Regions from separate parts of the Zea mays genome. Here all the other regions are linked to region 2. A link is a contact called in public Hi-C data. All regions are on one chromosome and are shown on one strand. The core of a region is the stretch at or near the end of the contact, and the rest is flanking DNA. Distances in the headings are between cores, read along the strand shown. Region 1 has its middle 15 kb from the start of LOC103627035. Region 2 overlaps LOC103627039 (probable LRR receptor-like serine/threonine-protein kinase At1g53440). Region 3 holds the start of LOC542741 (NOD26-like membrane intrinsic protein 1).

Region 1 (3,272 bases), core at 665-3,164, 310 kb before region 2:
TTAATTTAGCCATCACGTTAAGCATAGGGTAAAGTCATGTTCCATGTTTAATTATTATGAACAGATAAAGGTAAATTGAAACGATTGTCGCGCGGCGAAACGTGCGACACAACACTTAAATTGAATTAAGAAATAAACGACTCGTCGCGCAATGGAGCGCGCAACGAGACACTTGCATTAATTATAAAGAGACGTTACGCGTCGCGCGACGAAACGCACAAGGACATAATTAAATTTAAAACGAAACATCGCGCGACTGGACGCGCGACGCCACACATTAAATAATGTGAAATTAAGACGAATCGTCGCGCGACGAAGCGCGCAACACAGCTCATTAATAAAGATGAATTTAAAATGAATCGTCGCGCGACGAAGCGCGCGACGCGGCACATTCATTAAACTAAATCCAAAACTAATTAAACTGAAAATCGATCGCCGCGCGCACTGGGCTGCGTGCGGGGGAACGCGTTGCGCGTGCCGAGGTGCGCGAGGCCGCGCCGGGGACACGCGAGACCACGTGAGTCACGCCGGGGGCGCGCAGCCACGCCGGGGACAGGGCGGGCGCCGCCGGGGAGTGGCCGAGCAGGGGCCGCACGGGGGCACGCGTGGGGCCACACATGGGGCCGCGAGGGGCGCGCGCGAGGGAGCACGCCGGGAGGCCGCGGGGAGCGCGCTGGGGCCGCGGGGGAGCGCTGCCATGGGCCCGCGCGGGGGCCGCAGGGGAGCTGCGCGAGACGCGCGCAGGTGGCCACAGGGGGGAAGAAGAAGGGGAGGGGGAGGAGAAGAGAGAGGGAGAGGGGAGGGGAGCTCACCTCGGGAACCAAATCCGGCGATCTCCGTCTCCAAAACCTAGGGCACCACGGGGAGAGAGAGAGAGGTGGAGGAGAGGAGGTTGCTGCACGGGAAAACCAAATGAGAGAAAGGGAGGGGGCGCACGCATGGGAGAGGGGCAGGGCGCCAGGGGCGCGTGGGCCAAGGCCAGGCCGGGCTGGGCCGCACCACGGGTCAAAATCCCGTGGCACGCACAACCACGGATCGGAATCCAATTCGTGAAACAAAATCCGAAACGAGACTAAGCAACACACGCGACTAAACACGACATCAGACAAAAGAAATATGATTCGGCATGATGCAACACCCATGTCAACTTAGGTTTTTGTTTACACATGACACGGACACCAGTCGCTATATTGCTTTGAAATTGGGAAGGAGGAGCGAAACGGGAAAAGAAAAGAGAGTAACGCCTGAATTTGGTGAGTAAAAAGAAGAAAAAAATCTACCCCCAAATTCAGGGCGTTGCAGATGCGCCAGAGACTAGAAACAACCTTTGTCTTTAACCTAGCTAATACAACCAACTTGGCCACTATAATACCCAAATTGTAAAAACCTAAGAAAGGAGAGTTGCTTCCTTAATTCTTTTGCATTCCACTCATTACAACATGAAAACATCTTATTTAAGTCAACATATAACTAATAAAAATATATTCTAAGCACCATATTGGATCTTTGCTTGTTTGTGCACTTAATAATAAAATAATAATAATGGAAATATAATAATGAGTTGAAGATTTGGAATAAAACATAAATTTGAACTTGGAATTTAAAAATGGAAAAAGGAGAAAGAGATATTATAAAATACAAAATAATTTCATAAATAAATAAGTCCCACACTGGCATGTTCGAATCATACATCTAAAGCTGAGTACAAAATTCACTACTAGAATTTGAATTCAAATTTGAAATTTAAAAATAAAAAGGAGAAGAAAAGGAAATAGAAATGAGGAAAACCTGCACTTGGGCTGTGTTCGGCCTATTCAGCCCACTTCCTTTTCCTCTCGCACGCGTGCGCGGCCCATATGTGCCTTACGAAGCAAACAACAGTGCCGACACATGGGGCCCACTGGCCAGCCGATCACCTCGCGCGCGCCTTGCGTCTGTCTCTCTGGCACGTGGTCCTAGGTCAGCAGCACCTCCCTCAACGAACTCACCGACGATGGCGGGTCGTCACATGAACTCCGGGCTTCTGTGCTGACCAAATCCCCTGCACATAAATTGGGCTGCGCCGCGTCCCTTCCATCCCTTAACCTGGCGCACGACCACCAAGTAGAGGGGTTGAGAGAGAGAGAGATACTGCCGGAATCCGTGGTGACGGATCAGGCGGGTCATCGTCCCCATGCTGTCCATCGCGCTCAGCGCCGAATTGGAGCACTGCGTGCGACCAGAAGGTTCCGCCCGGGTCCTCGGATCGTTTGGGTGGCTATATCAGGTTTGGTCCGTGACCAGGGCGCGCTCAATTCGCTGCCGCCGTCGCAAATCCGCGGGTCGTCGTGGGCGGACCAGGACACTACCGGAATTACTATGAGAACTGGCTCCCTAAGTTCGCCACCTTCTCAATTTCATTTTGCACCCAAGATATGTAGTGATTGTGTACCGTTGAGCGATGCGGGCATTCCGGCCATGGCGGGCCGCCGTGGAACTCGGCGTGGTCGCTGGGGTTTAGCCGAGGGGAAGAAGATGCGCGATAGCGGGTAAGATCTAGATGAACGGTTGTGATTTGATCTTAGGTTACCCTTTCACGATATTAAATCCGGTGCACCGGTTCGGAATCGGATGGCTGGAATCTGATCGCCCCCTGTCGTTGATGCTCGATCGGGCGATTGCGGAGGGAGATACGTTATGTGATGAGCGTGATTTAATCTGGTCCATCTACGTTGATTGGACGGCCGAGAAACACCCGTACCTCTTCGCTGGTGCACTATTTCTTATGAGTCACTGAAATATACAAGAATCAACCCGGAGTCCTCTCTGGTAGGAAACTGAGTCTACAAATTTTTTGTAGATCGACCCTTGCACTTTTTGGTATTTGACGCGCAGTCCAGAGGGTAATAAAAGTAGAGAAATAATTAGGGAAATTGATTTTTAATACAAAAATAATTCTAGAAACTTGTATAATTCATATTAAATTCATTTTAACTCCAAATTGACCCATTCTAGTGGCATTAATTTTGTTTTAATATTGTTTATCACCTAGTAACTTTGTTTAGCCATGAAACTTGAACTAAAATTATTCACATGAGTTATGCTATCCTAGAGAAAGTGATTCTTGTTCCTACGATCTCGTTACGCAGCGTAGAATATTATCATGCATTCTGCTTTTGTTGTTCGGCATGATGGTAATTTGTGCTATACTATGTATGTTTGTATTGTTGCGAGTAGACGAGCAAGCCACAGAGGATCCTAGGGTTCAGGAGGTGGAGACTGCTGAGCAGGAG
Region 2 (3,629 bases), core at 864-3,363:
AGTAGAGAAAAAAATTATATGAGGTTGCCCAGGACATGGATCCGCCCATGTCTCCGTTGACGATTTTTACGTATAGTTTGGGAACAGAGAAATTGGTGAGGATTAAGGATATATTTGGGAACAAGGAGACTACAGAGGCTAAATTTTTTTGCTATTAGCCCGTGTAATCCCTTGTCTCCCAAATAAGACTTGTTCGGTTAGGGTGGTTTGAGGGGATTAAATCTTTTTCTATTTAATTTTGAATAAGAAAAGTTTTAATTTCCTCTAATCTCCATGCAACCGAACAAGCACTAAGGGTTGATTTAGTGATACGAGATTTGTAGGAGATTTAAGGGAAGGAAACCCCTTGTTATCCAATTTGATTAGCAAGGGATTTCCTCTCTCATGGATCTTCTCCAAACCCCGTGTTACCAAACTAGGTCTAAGGGCTTGTTCGATTGCGTCTGATTTTAAATCTATCGCTAGTCAAAATTAAATAGAAGATGATTTAATCCACTCAATTCACTTCGATCCAGGGTTTGTTCGGTTGCGTTTGTATCGAATGGGATTGGAGAGGATGAAATCCCTCCATAGTTAAAGTTGAATAGAAGGGATTTAATCTCCTTCAATGTCCTTCGATGCTGACGCAACCGAACAAGGTCTAGGGCCACGTTCGTTTGCATGGGGAATGAAGGGAATTGAGGGAGATTTAATCTCTTCCTATTTAAACTAAATCCAGTTCACTCTAACCGAACAAACTCTAAGACCTTATTTGGTTATGCCTGGATCAAAGATGATTGATAGGGATTAAATCTCCTTTTCAATTTTGACTAGGGAGGAATTTAATCCCCTACAATCCTCTTAGATCGAAGTGATTGAAGGTAATTAAATCCTTCCTTAGTCAAAATAAAATAAAAGGGGATTTAATTCCCTTAATACCATTGTTTTCAAGTCGTCCGACTAATCGCGATTAGTCGCCCGCGATTAGTCGGGCTGGTCGGTTTAGGGTGCTCGATTAGCATATCCGACCCGATCAGAGCACCTAATCGCCTTGGTCGTCCGACTAGTCAACGACTAGGGCGATTAGTCGCTCGATCAGCCGAGTTTGCGCGACTAGGGTTTAGGATCCTGAAATTTTGATTCCGTGGGCTTTTTTGGCGGGCGGCCTGACTGCAAGGAGATGGAACGCCAGCGCCGTCTCTATAAACCCTTACATCTCCTAATTTCCTGGCATCTCAATCTCTTTCCTTTTCTTCTCTTCTCTATTTTCCTAGCGGCTCCTTCTAGACTTCTTGTTCTAGACTTCACCGGTGATCATCAGCGTGCGGTTCCAGAATCTAGACTTCACTGGCCCCAGTTCACAGACACGCGCAGCCCTAGATCATCAACGCACGGTTCTAGACTTCGCTGGCATGAGTTCATTTTCTGAAGGTATTCTTTTCTATAGTTCTGTTCTTCATCCTTGTATGTGTTCTGTCATTCTGGACTTCTGGAGTTTTTGTTCTTGTACTCCATCCTATTCCTGTAGACTTGTACCTGGGACTGGTAGTATTAGTAACTAGTAAGTGTTTCTTTGTTGTTTCAGTTGGATACTTGGATTGGATGAACAAATATCTTCTCTCAATTTCTTAAATCAGTATTCAGTATTGCTGAATTCATGTCATGTTTACTCTATCCTTCATATATAGTTATATAATTATATATTATAGTATAATAGTATATACATAGGTCCTGGATGAACAGGACGACTAGTAAACGACCAGGTCGACCATAGGTCGATTAGTCGACCTAGTCGACGACTAATCGAGATTAGTCGCCTGGTCGTTCCCCTAGTTCGACTAGACGGTCGAGCGACCAGAAAACATAGCTTAATACTTTTCGATTCAAACGCAACCGAACAAGCCCCCTAAGAGCTTGTTTGTTTATCCATAAGGGGATTAAATCCTCTCCTAGTCAGGAATTTAACCCTCTTCTGGATTAGCGTAATCGAACAAGCTTTAAGAGTTAAAATCTGCTTTTTTCTATTTAATTTTGAATAGAAAGGGGATTTGCTTCCAAACTAGCCACACTCTTCGTGGCAATATGTCAGAACTTGAGTAATTCCAAACCTGTACGATGTAGGGACAGTATACAAAAAGGTGGAACATGAGCAGTACTGCATGCACACAACTGCGCTTGTAAACAATAGAAAGAAGACCGAAATAAAGTATTGCACTGTCTCCAAGATCTGCATATATGAAACAATATTTCTGGCCTACATTTCTCAAGTGCACTGTCCTAATGATATACTACATCTCCATCTGTTCCAAATTATAAGTCATTATAACTTTCTACATCCAAAGCAACAAACTAAGGAGCTAGCCGAAATATGGCTGACGTTGAGACAGTACTGTGATCAATTGCCATGTGTCGTGGACGATATTCTTGAATGACACTTGACAATCGAGATGAGACATCAAATACTTGCATTGCAAGCATGAAACCCAACATTTGCCTATGTACAACTGCAGCAACGGGCCCCAAAAAAAAGCCGACACCTGGCTAGCTATTCTCGATGCTGAAGTTCACAGCTTGACAGAAAGGGAGCTCGAAGATGGGAGGTAGCCACTGTCCTTGCTGCTGTGGGGCAAGACCGAACGATCGCTTGAAAGCGTTTCAGACCAATTTGTTTGGCTGTTATTTACTGAGTACTGGGACCAATTTGTTTGGCTGTTATCTATTGATTGCCGGGATTGAGCGATGTTGAGTCGTAGATCTTCACTTAGATCATCGTCAGCAGGTACAATCTCGACGGGGATCTCACCACAAAGCATCTTCACCACTGAAGACATTCTTGGCCGCTGGGTTGGTTGTATGCTTGTACAGAGGAGAGCTACATCCAGCAGCCTCAGTGCCTGTTCTTGGGAGTAGTCAGAACCGAGACGCCGGTCCACCATTTCCAGCAGCTTCCCTTGCTGCTTCAATCTTTCAGCCTATGGTTTACAAACAAATTTAGTAAGGCGATCACTTGAACACTACACAATCAGTGCAACTATCAACAAAAGCAACGCATCTTCAACAGTAGCTTTATGGAAGACAACTATAGATAACTTTGACAATTAAGATGAATTAAACTTTATTGTGTTAATTTTCAATATAGTACAATGCATGACAAAAAAGGAAGGAAAGAAAGGATATCAAAATGTAATACCCAATCAAGAAGATGCAGATATTCTTCATTTGACATGCTATTCGTATTGCTCATTCCACTAACAACCTCAAGAGCCACCACTCCATAACTATAGATGTCCGCTTTACGTGTTAAGCAACCTCTTGTGGCATATTCAGGGGCCATATAACCACTAAAATAACAACCATCACAAAATAGGATCAAACACAGGAAGCATTAACTTCACATGCTAAGTACATGAACTTTCTTTACGCAGAATAAATTGTTGTACAGTTGTACTAGCAACTCTTTTAGAAGGTTAAGCAACTTGACTGTAATAGAGAAATGAAGAATCAGCAGCAACCCGAGAAATAGCTTACACAGTTCCAGCGATCCGAGTGCTCACACGTCCACAGTCATCATTCAGTTTAGCCAAGCCAAAATCTGATATTTTAGGTCGCATCTTTCCATCAAGAAGAATATTTGATGGCTTAATATCTCT
Region 3 (3,423 bases), core at 454-2,953, 410 kb before region 2:
ATTGCTACATCTCCTATTGTACACCTGGACCCTCTCCTTACGCCTATAAAAGGAAGGTCCAGGGCCCTCTTACAGAGGGTTGGCCACGCGGGGAAGGACGGGACGGCGCGCGCATAAGCCTCTCGCTCCCTCCCGCGTGGACGCTTGTAACCCCCTACTGCAAGCGCACCCGACCTGGGCGCGGGACAAACACGAAGGCCGCGGGTTTCCCCTTTTACGCCTGTCTCCCTCCGGTTTTCCCCCCATCGCGCTCCGTCTCGCGCCGACCCATCTGGGCTGGGGCACGCAGCGACAATTTACTCGTCAGTCCGGGGACCCCCCGGGGTCGAAACGCCGACAGTATTGATACCCACTAAGAATTCAAAGAATTAACAAAACAGTGAGTAAAGTTCGCTTGCACTCACGTGTGTGTTAGAAATGAGTGTGTGTTAGAAATGAGAAAGGAATGGTGCCCATTGCAACCTTTACCCAAGAATTTGAAAAGTAGCTAGTGTGACAGCAACAAAATTAAGGGGGGGGATTACTTAATGAATCCGGAATAATAATCATCGTGTTATAGAATTGTAATAGGTGACACTTGGTAAGAGTCACCAAGAAGGCATACCAAGCAAGGGCCATCACCAAGGTTTTCTTGGCTCTTGGTCATCCTGCGACCGTACCCCTTAAATTTGGCGACGCTTGAGAAGGGTCAGTATCGACCAGTAGACTGAATGAAGCAAAATAAGAGGTGACTAGATGGTCATTTGTGTGGTGTGTTCTGGTGGCGATCGAGTGGTACTCCATTACTGTCTTCCAAGTTCCATCCACAACGTCTGACGTATTGTAGTTGTAGCGAGCATGCAAACTTATTAAAGACGGCCAGCACTGTTCGTTGGCGCGCCATAATGTGTTGCTGCGGCATGCATGCATGCATGCTCATCGACCCCACTCGCAGAACTGACGCAACAAATTGAATTGCCTGTCGATGTTTTTATCTTTTTATAAAAAAACCCTGCAATCTTAAGCCCGCGACACGGCGACAACAACGATTATTTGTTGAACCACCGGGGCAGTACTTGCTGCATACAACAACGATTTTTTTTTTAAAAAAAAATTATTGAACCATCGTCTCACCATTTTTTCCAGCTGTCTCAACTGTCCGACCGATTGGCAATTCAATGGCCGAAATTAAAGTGGTGCGTAATTATTATGGGAGGCATCTAATCTTCTCGTACGCCATGTGACATTGTGTGTCTCCCAAAAGAAAAAACATTACTACGTACGTGTACTCCTACACTTGAGCTCGTATATATCTGTGGTAGTTTTATTATTATTTTGAACTCAAGTGCATATATACTCACGAGCAAAATAAATAAATAAATTAATTAAATCGTGCAGCTGCCAAGCTTATACTACCTGTGATAAGTTCGTCATTTGAAACCCTTGTACCACGGTCGTTGATCCATATTTTAATAAGTCGTCCAACCCCTAGCAATATAAATGGACTCTCAGCGGTAATCTCTGGGTACAATAATAATGCTCCTAAATTAGCACTAGTAGAATAGTGGTAGTAAAAATTAAAGGAGAAGGCCGGTCAATCGAAACGGCAAGGAAAGCGATAGCGACGAGGAGTGGGCTGGGCCGGGGCTTGGCGGCAATAAATAGGCGGCCGGGTCATCGGCCAACCCCCCATCGCCGCCTGCTCTCTACCTCTGCACTCCAATCAGATCATCAGATAGATCACTGGCCCCGTGCTGATTACCGCGCTTCCCATCTGAGCAGCCAGCCTCCCAGGGTACAGGGAGAGACGCAGAAGAGACAGCTGCTGCCTCGCTGAGACGATGGCCGGAGGCGGAGACCACTCCCAGACGAACGGAGGCCACGTCGACCAGAGGGCCTTGGAGGAGGGCAGGAAGGAGGAGTTCGCTGACCAGGGCTGCGCCGCCATGGTCGTCTCCGTCCCATTTATCCAGAAGGTACGGTGGTGCTGTGAGAGATCAAAAGGCACTGGCCGAGATCTCTCTCTCGTCTGCCGTGTTCTTCGGCTCTTCCCCCGTCCGCTTAATACTCTCTCTCTCTCTCTCTCTCTCTCTCAACATCAACGTTATTCATCATGTCTCGGTCAAATTATGGAGTTTTGTGCTGCTCACTGCATTTGCAGATCATCGCGGAGATCTTCGGCACCTACTTCCTGATGTTCGCGGGGTGCGGCGCGGTGACGATCAACGCGAGCAAGAACGGGCAGATCACGTTCCCGGGCGTGGCGATCGTGTGGGGGCTAGCGGTGATGGTGATGGTGTACGCCGTGGGCCACATCTCCGGCGCGCACTTCAACCCGGCGGTGACCCTGGCCTTCGCCACCAGCGGGCGGTTCCCGTGGCGGCAGCTGCCGGCGTACGTGCTGGCGCAGATGCTGGGCGCCACGCTCGCCTCCGGGACGCTGCGCCTCATGTTCGGCGGCCGGCACGAGCACTTCCCCGGCACGCTGCCCACGGGCTCCGAGGTGCAGTCGCTCGTCATCGAGATCATCACCACATTCTACCTCATGTTCGTCATCTCCGGCGTCGCCACGGACAACAGAGCAGTAAGTCGTTGTTGCCATTTTGTTTGTTTGTTTGTTTGTTTCTTTCTTTTCCGGTCGTTCAACCCGTACGTACTGTGCATATATATTTGCAGATCGGGGAGCTGGCTGGGCTGGCCGTGGGCGCAACCATCCTGCTTAACGTGCTCATTGCCGGGTGAGTACTTACGATATATATACTTACTCTTCGTGACGTGCTCATTGCCTGGAATATACATATTTTGTACAAAATTTAAGTAGTACAAATTATAATAAGTACTACTACAAATTATAAGGAGCAGCCAGCAGGGTTGTCGTCGTCACAAGAATAACTTTCAAGATTATTTTTGTTTTACTTTTCATTCACAATGCGTGCACAAAAGTGACGACAAACTGCCTAGCTAGAGTATTTACCCAACAAGTCAAGTCAAAAACCAAAAGAGAGAATTAGAATATAGATATTTTTTATAGTGGGGCTTTGCGTTGTGGACGATGTGTCTCGATCTGTCTGCCGAGCAGGGTTTTATGGAGCCATAAAGACCGTCACATGAGTAGAGTAGGGCAGGGAAAAATGAGCTTTTAAAGTGTGGTTGGTGAGACACCGGTGCAATGACATTAATATGAACGTAATACCACTCCACTCCACTGTCCTTCCAGCTTTTAAAGTGTGTTTGCAGAAAACTGCAGAGATAATGTGAACACCATATATATACTTACTTGTTATTAGTAATGACAACAGTCCTAAAATTAACTTTTTTTATTGTGCTAGTACATCTCTCTCTCTTTTTTTTGGGTGCTTAGACCTGCAACTTTCTTCAGAGGTGGAAAAAAGAACGAAAACAAAGAAACAAACACGAGCTTTTGCTAGCTGACGGCCCGTTGCT

The links. Hi-C and Micro-C count contacts between places; a contact is called where the count stands out from the background.
Region 1: a Hi-C map of tassel shows a contact between it and region 2, with 2.8 times the contacts expected there. The contact joins two enhancer-like sites. A contact is called at or near these places in 2 of 25 Hi-C or Micro-C datasets (ear and tassel).
Region 3: a Hi-C map of tassel shows a contact between it and region 2, with 3 times the contacts expected there. The contact joins the promoter of LOC542741 here to the enhancer-like site in region 2. A contact is called at or near these places in 2 of 25 Hi-C or Micro-C datasets (leaf and tassel).

The regions. Positions count from the first base shown.
Region 1 is chr5:151,226,602-151,229,873 of Zm-B73-REFERENCE-NAM-5.0, forward strand. No RefSeq gene overlaps it. Among protein-coding and RNA genes, the nearest start is that of LOC103627035, 15 kb to the left of the region's middle. Within about 2 kb of position 1,915, at least 18 of the 20 cell types and tissues checked have an H3K27ac peak or open chromatin away from gene starts, as enhancers often do. A contact at or near this core is called in tassel, where this site is marked.
Region 2 is chr5:151,539,433-151,543,061 of Zm-B73-REFERENCE-NAM-5.0, forward strand. It overlaps LOC103627039 (probable LRR receptor-like serine/threonine-protein kinase At1g53440), which reads right to left. Exons shown (of 23, transcript XM_020538496.1): 21 at 3,508-3,629; 22 at 3,170-3,320; 23 at 2,165-2,951. The coding sequence ends at 2,544. Among protein-coding and RNA genes, the nearest start is that of LOC103627039, 17 kb to the right of the region's middle. Within about 2 kb of position 2,114, at least 2 of the 20 cell types and tissues checked have an H3K27ac peak or open chromatin away from gene starts, as enhancers often do. A contact at or near this core is called in tassel, where this site is marked.
Region 3 is chr5:151,134,643-151,138,065 of Zm-B73-REFERENCE-NAM-5.0, forward strand. LOC542741 (NOD26-like membrane intrinsic protein 1) reads left to right here and starts at 1,704. Exons shown (of 4, transcript NM_001112251.1): 1 at 1,704-1,955; 2 at 2,141-2,563; 3 at 2,656-2,717. The coding sequence starts at 1,821.